3 separate regions of the Mus musculus genome follow, and regions 1 and 2 are each linked to region 3. Evidence: chromatin contacts called from public HiChIP or PLAC-seq data. All regions are on one chromosome and are shown on one strand. The core of a region is the stretch at or near the end of the contact, and the rest is flanking DNA. Distances in the headings are between cores, read along the strand shown. Region 1 overlaps Col23a1 (collagen, type XXIII, alpha 1). Region 2 overlaps Col23a1 (collagen, type XXIII, alpha 1). Region 3 holds the start of Col23a1 (collagen, type XXIII, alpha 1).

Region 1 (3,030 bases), core at 490-2,989, 180 kb before region 3:
GGAGCAGCTGACACTAGTGCTGGACTTTAGAGGGAGCCACACAGAGCCTGCTCATTCCCTCACAGGCTTGCAAGCTTGTAAGGCTGTGCCGCGTTATCTTCACAATCCTTGTAAATACAGCCGGGGCTCATTAAGCCAGGGGGACCATCCTGTCAGGCCAATTAAGAGATGCTCAAACAGATAAATCAATAAAGAAATAAATGGTGATGGCAGGGACAATCTCTTTATGGCTGTTCTTTGGGGTGGGCTTTACAATGTTGCTTTGTATGTATTTTTTTCCCCCTAAATAAGCAACACTGTTTTCTTGGGACTGCATCCAAGAACATTAGATAAATAACCGAGACCCAGGTCCAGCTGCTCACAGGAAACCCTGTTCAGGCAGCCAGGGTGGGAGGGGGAGAGCAGGCTGCTTTGATGCGCGTGGTTGGGGTACCCATGGCGGTGGCATCCGGAGCTCAGTGTGACCTCGCCAGGCCCTGCAGGCTCTGAGTATGACCTTGGGCTGCAGGTCAAGGCTTAGCTTTAGCTTCCTCCTGGCCTTGCCTTCCCCCGGGCTCGCAATTGTTAGCTTGGAGGCCCTCATCTTCTCACTGCCTGAGGGATCGCCGTGACTTGAGCAGTCCAGGCAGTCGCTCTGAGACTCTGCTGGCTGGAGATGCCGCGCCCAGCCTCACTTCACTGCTGCGGGCAGAGTGGCGTCCTTGCTTATGGCCAAGATGTGCTCTGTGCCTGTGACATACCTTTGCCCCATCTTTGGGTGCTAGAGCACCATTATCCTTTCTGCACATTGAGTTCCATAAGGCCAATAAAGTCTCTTTTCCAGCCCCTCAACTGCCCCGCCCCCCAGCCCCAGCCCCAGGGCAGGTTCCCATCTGCCTCTCCATCTCTCCCATATAGTTTAATCTCCAGCCTCCTCTGAGCCTTCACCTCCTTCTCACTCCCACCTTTCTAGACATTTGCCACCCTGTCTCTGAGAGAGTGATTTCAGATCATGCTTCCTCCCCAGGAAACCCTCTACTACAACCAGAATAAGTCTTGTGTCTTTGTCTGACTTCCCTCCCCACCCTCACCTCTTTCTAGGACCAACAAAGCACCTGCTTTAGACAACACAGTACAGTCGCCACACTAAGTGTCCCCCCCTCTCCCTGCTTCAGTGCTTGTCAGAGTCTCTCCGGCATTCAGATGTCATCTCCTCTCTGGAGACTTGTCTGACTCGCTCGTGCATCTAGGGAGTGAGGCCCTGCTCTCCTCTACCGTCCTGTGACCCACTTGGCGATGGGATGCCAGCCTGCATGGCCACAGCAGCTGGACTGTGCTTTCCCCACCTCGGAGTTTCAGGCATCTGGAATACAGGCTTGGAAGGATGTGGGCACACGGTTGAGTGTTTGTTGACACTGAGTTCTGCACACTCTGCATTTGCAACCCTTCTTGGAGTGGTTGCGGTGTGACTGTTAGGCAGCTCATTGGCTATCAGACAAAAGTCGCTTGTGGTCAGGTCTAGGAGTTCCCTGTGGCCGAATCGTTCTGAGGCTATCGATGGGATATAAATCAGCACAGGCTGGGGCGGCCTGGAAACGGCTGGCGGTATCTGCTCCAACTCCACTGATGCTATCCAGATGTGGGCTGCTGTGCTGAAGCCTGTTGCTGGTAATTAAACTGACAAGAGTTCCAAGGTAGATGAGGCTAGCGGACTTGGGCAGGTCACCCTTCTCTGTGGCCCCCATTTCGCCTCTGAGGCTCAGCTAGCTTATCAAACTCAAGTGAGTGGTGGAAGGCCCCTCCCCCACGCCACTGTCCCGACGCAGAAATATACTTGCGGATTCAGCAGAGCTTGAGCCCCTTACTTAGGGTGAGAATGTTCCCTTGGGGTGCTGGGAAGTCTATCCCCACTTCAGAATGGAATGCACGAGACCTCTAGGTGGGTAGCATGCTCTCTTGTGGAAGCTGAGAGCCCTGAAGTGTTAGGGAGCTGGGGGCCAATCCAAAGCCAACTACGGCAGAGGAGTCCTCATAGTCTGTTTCTGAGCAAATGTCCTCTGTCACTCTCCCACTGGATGGCTCGTCTTCCTAGCACATCATGCTCACTGCTGAGACAGCTGCATTGCTCACAACGATGCACACAAACCAGCTTGTGCAGGCTTCTTAGGGGAATGCCCACCACCACTGAGGGCCCCTGCCGGAGCCAGCCACTTAAAAAGATGGAGAAAGATGAGACCCAGCTGTTGCTCTCACACAGCTCATTTGCCAGGCTAGGTGGTGGGCCATGGCCCAGGGACAAGTTCCCTAAGGGAGATGCCTCATGTACAGAAACGGATGGCGTGGGGTCACAGTTTCTACACGTGGGGATCATAGAAGGCTTTACCTGAGCATGGGCTCGAATGGTGACGGCTTAGGCATGTTAAGAGGACAGGTATGGACATTTAGAAACAAGACATAGAACCAAGCAATTCTGGGCAGACCTATCACATCTAGAGCTTTCAATTCATGAAACACAGAGTGAGAAATAATCCGTAGGGCTATGGCAGGGGGGCAAGGAGGAGGAATTCTAAGGCCTGAAAAGGGAGGGGAGGTTCTGTCTTGGTGCTTTTTCCTGTCTGTCTGTCTATCTGTCTGTCTATCTGTCCTGGTGTCCATTCTTATGCAGATGTATTTGGAGACCAGAGAATGACATCAGCATGCCCCCCCTTCCCGTGACCCTTCCCCTTATTTTTTGAGACAGAGTCTCTCACAGAACCTGGAGCTTGCTGTGCATTTTGGCCAACCCCAGGTGGCACATGAGCCTTGGGGATAGGCCTGTCTTTACCAGCCCTTCGTCACTGTGTGACTTAACTGACCAACAGGATCTTCAAAAGTGACAGTCACAGAACCAGAGAGTGGAACTGTGGGTGGCAGAGGCAGGGAACAGCTAGTCAAAGGACACACAATTTCAGTTAGGGGAGTAAACTCAAGAGACGCATACACCACTGCTTAACTACAATGTTCTAGCCATAACCATATGCTATATGCCAGGTGGCAGATATGCTAATGAGC
Region 2 (2,800 bases), core at 139-2,638, 210 kb before region 3:
GTTCTAGTAGCAGGGGCCAAGCAGACTAAACCAAAGGCCTCCCTCCTAACCTCTAAATGAACCCCCAGACTCTGTCGACATTGCCTCATACCCAGGAGCCCCAAGGGTGTGGGCAGACTCATCACACCCACCATTTCTGTCTACTGACCGCCTTACCGAGGGCAGCGAATCCTATTTCAGAGAGTGTCGTCTCGGCTCTAAACAGTATGTGTAGGAACTGCGACCTTCTAGCAACACCATGAGGCAAGTACTGTTCTTCCACTTTTGTAGTTGTGAGGGGTAAATAACCTAACCGAACTCAGGCCCTGCAGCCCATCTGCCTCTTTCTGTTCCCCCCAGGCCCAGCACTGTCTTTTCTGTGCATGGGCATAGCCTCGAGCCTGTGTCTCTCCGTTTCCTCTCTTGCCTTCTGCTTTGCATTTGCTGTCGCATGGTCAGGAGGATATTTCCCTACTGTAAATCTCATTATGGTGTTTCCCTTACAATATGGGGTCTCGCCATTCTTGAAACACACAGCTGCCTGGCGGAGATTGAGACGGGACTGGGTCTCTCTGTGTGCTGCTCTGCCTGCCCCTCTTTGCCCAGATGCACACTCTCCACCGAGCTGTTTCTCCCGTATCTTCAGTATCCATTCTTTATGTCTTGTTGGGGGAGAAACTCCTACCCGTCCTCAGGATTCAGCTAGGACATGGGGTTATGTCATCTCCTCCCTGCCTGCTCACCTTTGGATGAGGGCTAGTCATTTTCTGCAGTCCTTAGCAACCCAAGACAGTGTTTGCCCATCTGTCTAGACCTTGAGCCCCACACAAGCAGGAAGCTGTTGGATTTATTCAGATGTTCTTGGTGCCTCCAGCTAAGCTGCACTAAGGTGGTCATCACTGATCACCGAACAAGGCTATGTCTCCCAAGGTGTCTAGCAGCAGGTTGGGTCTGGGGACAGACTTTGTTCCTTGTCCGTATTTCACACCTCTGACTTCTCTTGTGCTCTGAGCCTCCATGCCATACTTACTGCCCACTGGTGGTGAGGGTTGCGAGATGCCAGTTTCTTATCTGAGGGCAAGCTGCTACAGTCCCTGTAGGACTGAAAAGCACATACTTGAGTGAATCTAGCCTCAGTAAACTGCTCTTAACCACTCCCTAGGGAGAGCCCCGAGACCCCAGATAATTAGCTGCATGTGTGTGGGAGACAGGCCTGTTTTTTTCTCCAAGGATTTATGAGCAGGGTGGGGGGGTCGGGGGGGGGTCTATTCTCACTGGTTCCCATCTCAGGAAAGACCCTCTCTCTGGAACACTTGCTGAATATTCCATCAACAGAGAACCCATATGCTCACGGTAAGCCTGCCTGACATCGTCGTCCGCCATATGTTTCTTGTCTCCTACGCATTTTAGCACCAGCTCCGGGGAATGCCTGCATGGCTGAGCGTCCCTAAACACAGCTCCGAAAGGAACACTTAGACTTTACCCTCATGAAAGCCACCACTGCGCTTTCCAAACAGACTTGGAAGCGTATTCAAAGTTTATTTAGAATTAACTCTTTCTTTTTCTTTTTTCTCAGAGTGCTTATGGTTCCTTTCTCTGAGCTCTGGCTCACTGGAACCTCGGGAACAATCCCTTTATCTTATAGACAAGGAACACTTAGAAAAGAGCAGAGAGGTGTGAGCAGCCGCTCATCTGTCCAGAGGGGCATTTCTTCAACTCACATTCTCTGGCTTTCTCTCTTGAGCTCAGAGCCTCTAACGATGCAGGCAGGTGATCTATAAGGAGCCACACCCTTGGCCCTGGTGCTCTCTGCATCTGTTGGCCGATACACTCTCTGTCACTTTCTTTGGCTCCATTCTTGTTCCTCACACAGTCACTTTGCATCTGTTTATACTGCTACACACAACTACTTAAGTCTATCCCCTTAATCCCAGCATTTGGGAGGCAGAGGCAGGTGGATTTCTGAGTTTGAGTTCAGCCTAGTCTACAGAACAAGTTCCAGGACAGTCAGAGCTACACAGAGAAACTCTGTCTTAAAAAACCAAACCAAACCAAACCAAACCAAACCAAACCAAACCAAACCAAACCAAACCAAACCAAACCAAACCAAACATAAAACTACCTAAGACTTAGTCAGGGGTTAGTGAATCCATCTACACATTAGTTCGTTCATCCATCCATCCATCCATCCATCCATCCATCCATCCATCCATCCATCCATTCATCCATCCATCCAACCATCCATCCATCCATTCATCCATCCATTGATTGATTAATCTTTCTTCACCTTTTTGACTGTTCATGTATCCACCCATACATCCATTCACTCATTCCACCCAATCCATCCTTCCCTCCCTCCCTCCCTCCTTCCCTTCCTCCCTCCCTCCCTTTCTCATCTGTCTTCCTATCCATTTATCATCTACTCACCTACCCACCCATCCATTGATTCACAAATCATTGTTCATTCATGCTTTTGACTATCTGTCTTTCTGTTGGTGCATCTTTCTCTCCATTCATCCACACTTCCATCTATCTGTCCATCCATCCATCCATCCATCCATCCATCCATCCATTCACCTGCCATCTATCCTTCCATCCTCCCATCCACCCATTAATTTATCAGTCTTTGCTCATTTATCTTATTGGCTATTCATCTGTCTGTCCTATCCACTTGTGTGTCCACTGGTCCACCCACCCACCTACCCACCAACAAAGGACACACTGATAGCCCACCCTGTGCCTTAGCAAGCCCCCCCGGATACTTCAGTGAGCACATTTCAATTCTTGAGGCAAGCTGATGAGCTCTTACCTCCATCCCAAT
Region 3 (2,869 bases), core at 126-2,625:
TTTGTTTTGATTTCTTGAGACAGGGTCTTCCTCTGGCTGTCCTGGACAGGATGACCTCAAACTCAGAGATCCTCATGCCTCTGCCTCCAAAGTGCTGGGATTAAAGGCGCTCATCAATATGCCCAATGGTTGGCATTTATTTATTTATTTATTTATTTATTTATTTATTTATTTATTTTCGTTCTGAAGCCCAGGCTGGACCTGCATCTCAACTATATAGTTTAAGCCAGCCCCCAACTTGTAGAGAGATTCACACAATTCAGCCTCCTAAATTCTGGAATTACAGATGCCACCAGGGCAGGCTCAAAACAGGAGTCTTAACCCTCGGAAAACAAACCTAAGACGCTTTGGGGGTGGCCTGTAGAGATCACCACCCAGCCAAACGCGCACAGAGGCAGCTAGCTCAGCTGTGTCCTAGTCTTCGATGCACAGTTTTAGTGGGCCAGCTAAGGAACACAGCACATCTAGGCCAGAGCCGCTCCCAACCTAACCTTCCCGGACACAGAGGAAGGGCTGGCCTGAGCCTTGAGGTGGTCCGGACTGTTTCAGGCAGACTAGCCGTGGGAACGCAAGAGCCTCATTAGTATCTCCAGCGCTGGAGAGCAGGCAGAGGCTGTGGGTCTGAGCACACACTTCAGTAGAGACTCCGCACTCAGGACTGTTGTTACCCCAAGGTCTTTCTTTACCATAGCCCCTTAGTGTTACCTAAACAGCCCTTTAAGTTGTTTTTCCTGCAGAAGCAAGTCCCGGCACAGAAGCTGGACAGCAGGACCCTTCCCCACCAGCGACCCCAGTGCAATCCACTAGGTGAGTCCTGCTCCTGAAGGTGACGATCAACGCCGCCCCCGCAGCCCTACACCCCCTCGTGAAGCGGGACATCCCCCGGCCGGCGATCGCGCGCCCTCACCTCCCGTAACAGGCGCTCCAGGTGCGTTTCGGCCCAGGCGGCCAGGGCTCCGGACGGCCCCGCATGCCGCAACAGCTCGCGCTCCTGCTCCAGCGCCGCCACTCGGCCATGCAGGGCGGCCGCCTGGGCTCCCAACAGGAGACAGGCGGCCGCAGAGCCCACCGACAGCAGCAGGCACAGCGCGCTCAGCGCCCGCGACCCGCAGCCCGCTCCGGGGTCCTGCGCGCCTCCTCCGCCCGCCGCGCGCTCGCCCGCGCCCATGGCGACCCGCCGGCTCTGCGTCGGCGCTGCGGCCCGGGGCGGCTCCAGGTCGGCGGCTGCGGGGCTCCGCGTCCGGGTGGCCGCGGATCGCGCACGCCCCCCTAGCCGCCCGCTCAGACTCAGCGGCCACTGCGGGCAGTTCCTTCTATGCAAATAGACCCCGCCAGAAAAGGCGCGGGGACCCACCCAGGGGAGGAGCGGCCGGACGGGGAGGGCGGGGGTGGTGGTGGGGGCCTGGCGCTCATCAGCTCCTCGCAGTCCGGGCCCTCGCCTAGCGGGTCCCGGAGCGCGAGCCTCTGTACCCCGCCGGTGCCACCCGAGGCACCCTATGCGGCCGGGCTCGGCTCTGTCGCAGGCCGCCTGAGGTTGAGGCACTCACTGTTCGAGCCTTGGGAGTGTTCCCCAAGCTTGTAGATTGACCTTTCTGACACTTGCAAAGCAAAACTTGGAACTCTGTGGGAAAGTTAGAGGTTCTTTCTAGACGGTAGCTGAGCGCCGCTTGGTGGCCAAAAGCGACCCCTGCGGGTGTGCGCAGGAAGACTTGGTAACCGAGAATCAAAGAGAAAGAGAAACAAAGGAAGGAAAGAGGAAAACTAGTGAGAGGAATGTGGAAGGAAAGAGAGAAATAAGGAGAATAAGAGACAAGGAAGGAGGCAAACTAGGCACCTCTTATAGTCAATGTTCACCATAGCAACTCAGGCATGGACACTAGACAAAAAAGCTCATACTTCTTTCCTGAACCAGAGGGAGCAGTTAGTTCAGGAAGCAGACAAAAAACAAATGGGAAAAGTGTCTAAAACTTGGTATACCTTGAATTCTGCAGGGACAGACTTAGCCCAAACCCAAATCTGGAATGCATCATACTGACTTGTCTTAACCACAGTTACATTAGGACACCAATCGGGCCCAAAGAGAAAGCCATCCACTTACAGGGATGGCCAGAGAGGCTGAAGTTGGAATCCAGGTTTTAGCTGCCAGGGCCCCCACAAGGCATATTTATACCTCAAAACTGGTCTCAAGTAACTGTCACATTAACTCCTGGGACACCCTTTCGAGAAGAGTCAGTCCTGAGTTTGGAGCCTGGTAAGGGGCACACGTGATGGAGTGGGTTTTAGATAATTTTCCACCTTCCCTTCTGACTCTCCTGTGGCTGTCTTCTTAATTTCTGTGGCTGCATTATCCATTCTGTATTCTTAAAGCCTGTTGAGACCCAGCAACACTCCTACTCCCCTAATTAAAAGGGAAATCACCCAGCTGGCAAGACCCTCTGAACTAAAACTTCCTGGGGTTGGAGGCTGTGGCCTCAGGTAAAGTGGAGTTTCTGGTAGTGGTTATAAAGTCTTGGCCCTGTGTGAAAACTGTGCCTGTGCCCAACAAATATTCTGAAAACCTCTTGCCAAGCAAACCTGACAGTCTACTGAAGTCTCTGAAAAGACGCCAACACCGTATTACAAGTTAGCACCCATTCTCACTACCCATTACCTACCAGTGTTAGTGTTAATGGGTACTGTTTCATTCTAGAAGCGTCTGTGTATTGAACAGGGCGATTGCTCCCTGGGTCTTTATTCTTGTCAGATACCTATGTGGATTAGCCTTCCTCCCAGACTGTGAAGAGCAAGCGCCTAATCCTGAAGTCAAGGTTTCCAGAGCCTGTCCCAGACTGCCCAATCTGAGGTGGCCTCGTTCTCAGTCCCCTTCATG

Evidence for each region. HiChIP or PLAC-seq counts read pairs in DNA pulled down with a chosen protein or histone mark.
Region 1: an H3K4me3 HiChIP or PLAC-seq map of craniofacial prominence shows a contact between it and region 3, with 4 times the contacts expected there. The contact joins the enhancer-like site here to the promoter of Col23a1 in region 3. A contact is called at or near these places in 6 of 39 promoter capture datasets (the HPC-7 cell line, cranial neural crest, frontonasal cranial neural crest and 2 more), 3 of 484 Hi-C or Micro-C datasets (the G1E-ER4 cell line, bone marrow-derived macrophages and uterus), 12 of 115 datasets of contacts at active chromatin or transcription factors (craniofacial prominence, embryonic forebrain, embryonic hindbrain and 6 more) and 2 of 9 other capture datasets (embryonic stem cells and pancreatic islet).
Region 2: an H3K4me3 HiChIP or PLAC-seq map of embryonic limb bud shows a contact between it and region 3, with 3 times the contacts expected there. The contact joins the enhancer-like site here to the promoter of Col23a1 in region 3. A contact is called at or near these places in 6 of 39 promoter capture datasets (the HPC-7 cell line, cranial neural crest, frontonasal cranial neural crest and 3 more), 1 of 15 datasets of contacts at CTCF or cohesin (embryonic stem cells), 4 of 484 Hi-C or Micro-C datasets (bone marrow-derived macrophages, embryonic fibroblasts and embryonic stem cells), 13 of 115 datasets of contacts at active chromatin or transcription factors (craniofacial prominence, embryonic basal ganglia, embryonic forebrain and 8 more) and 2 of 9 other capture datasets (adipose tissue and liver).

The regions. Positions count from the first base shown.
Region 1 is chr11:51,468,035-51,471,064 of GRCm38.p6, reverse strand. All of the region lies in intron 2 of Col23a1 (collagen, type XXIII, alpha 1), which reads right to left. Among named protein-coding and RNA genes, the nearest start is that of Phykpl, 120 kb to the left of the region's middle. Within about 2 kb of position 1,739, at least 31 of the 459 cell types and tissues checked have an H3K27ac peak or open chromatin away from gene starts, as enhancers often do. A contact at or near this core is called in craniofacial prominence, embryonic limb bud and uterus, where this site is marked.
Region 2 is chr11:51,501,104-51,503,903 of GRCm38.p6, reverse strand. The region is part of intron 2 of Col23a1 (collagen, type XXIII, alpha 1); the gene reads right to left. Among named protein-coding and RNA genes, the nearest start is that of Phykpl, 82 kb to the left of the region's middle. Within about 2 kb of position 1,388, at least 11 of the 459 cell types and tissues checked have an H3K27ac peak or open chromatin away from gene starts, as enhancers often do. A contact at or near this core is called in embryonic limb bud, where this site is marked.
Region 3 is chr11:51,288,426-51,291,294 of GRCm38.p6, reverse strand. Col23a1 (collagen, type XXIII, alpha 1) reads right to left here and starts at 1,375. Exons shown (of 29, transcript NM_153393.2): 1 at 908-1,375. The coding sequence starts at 1,168.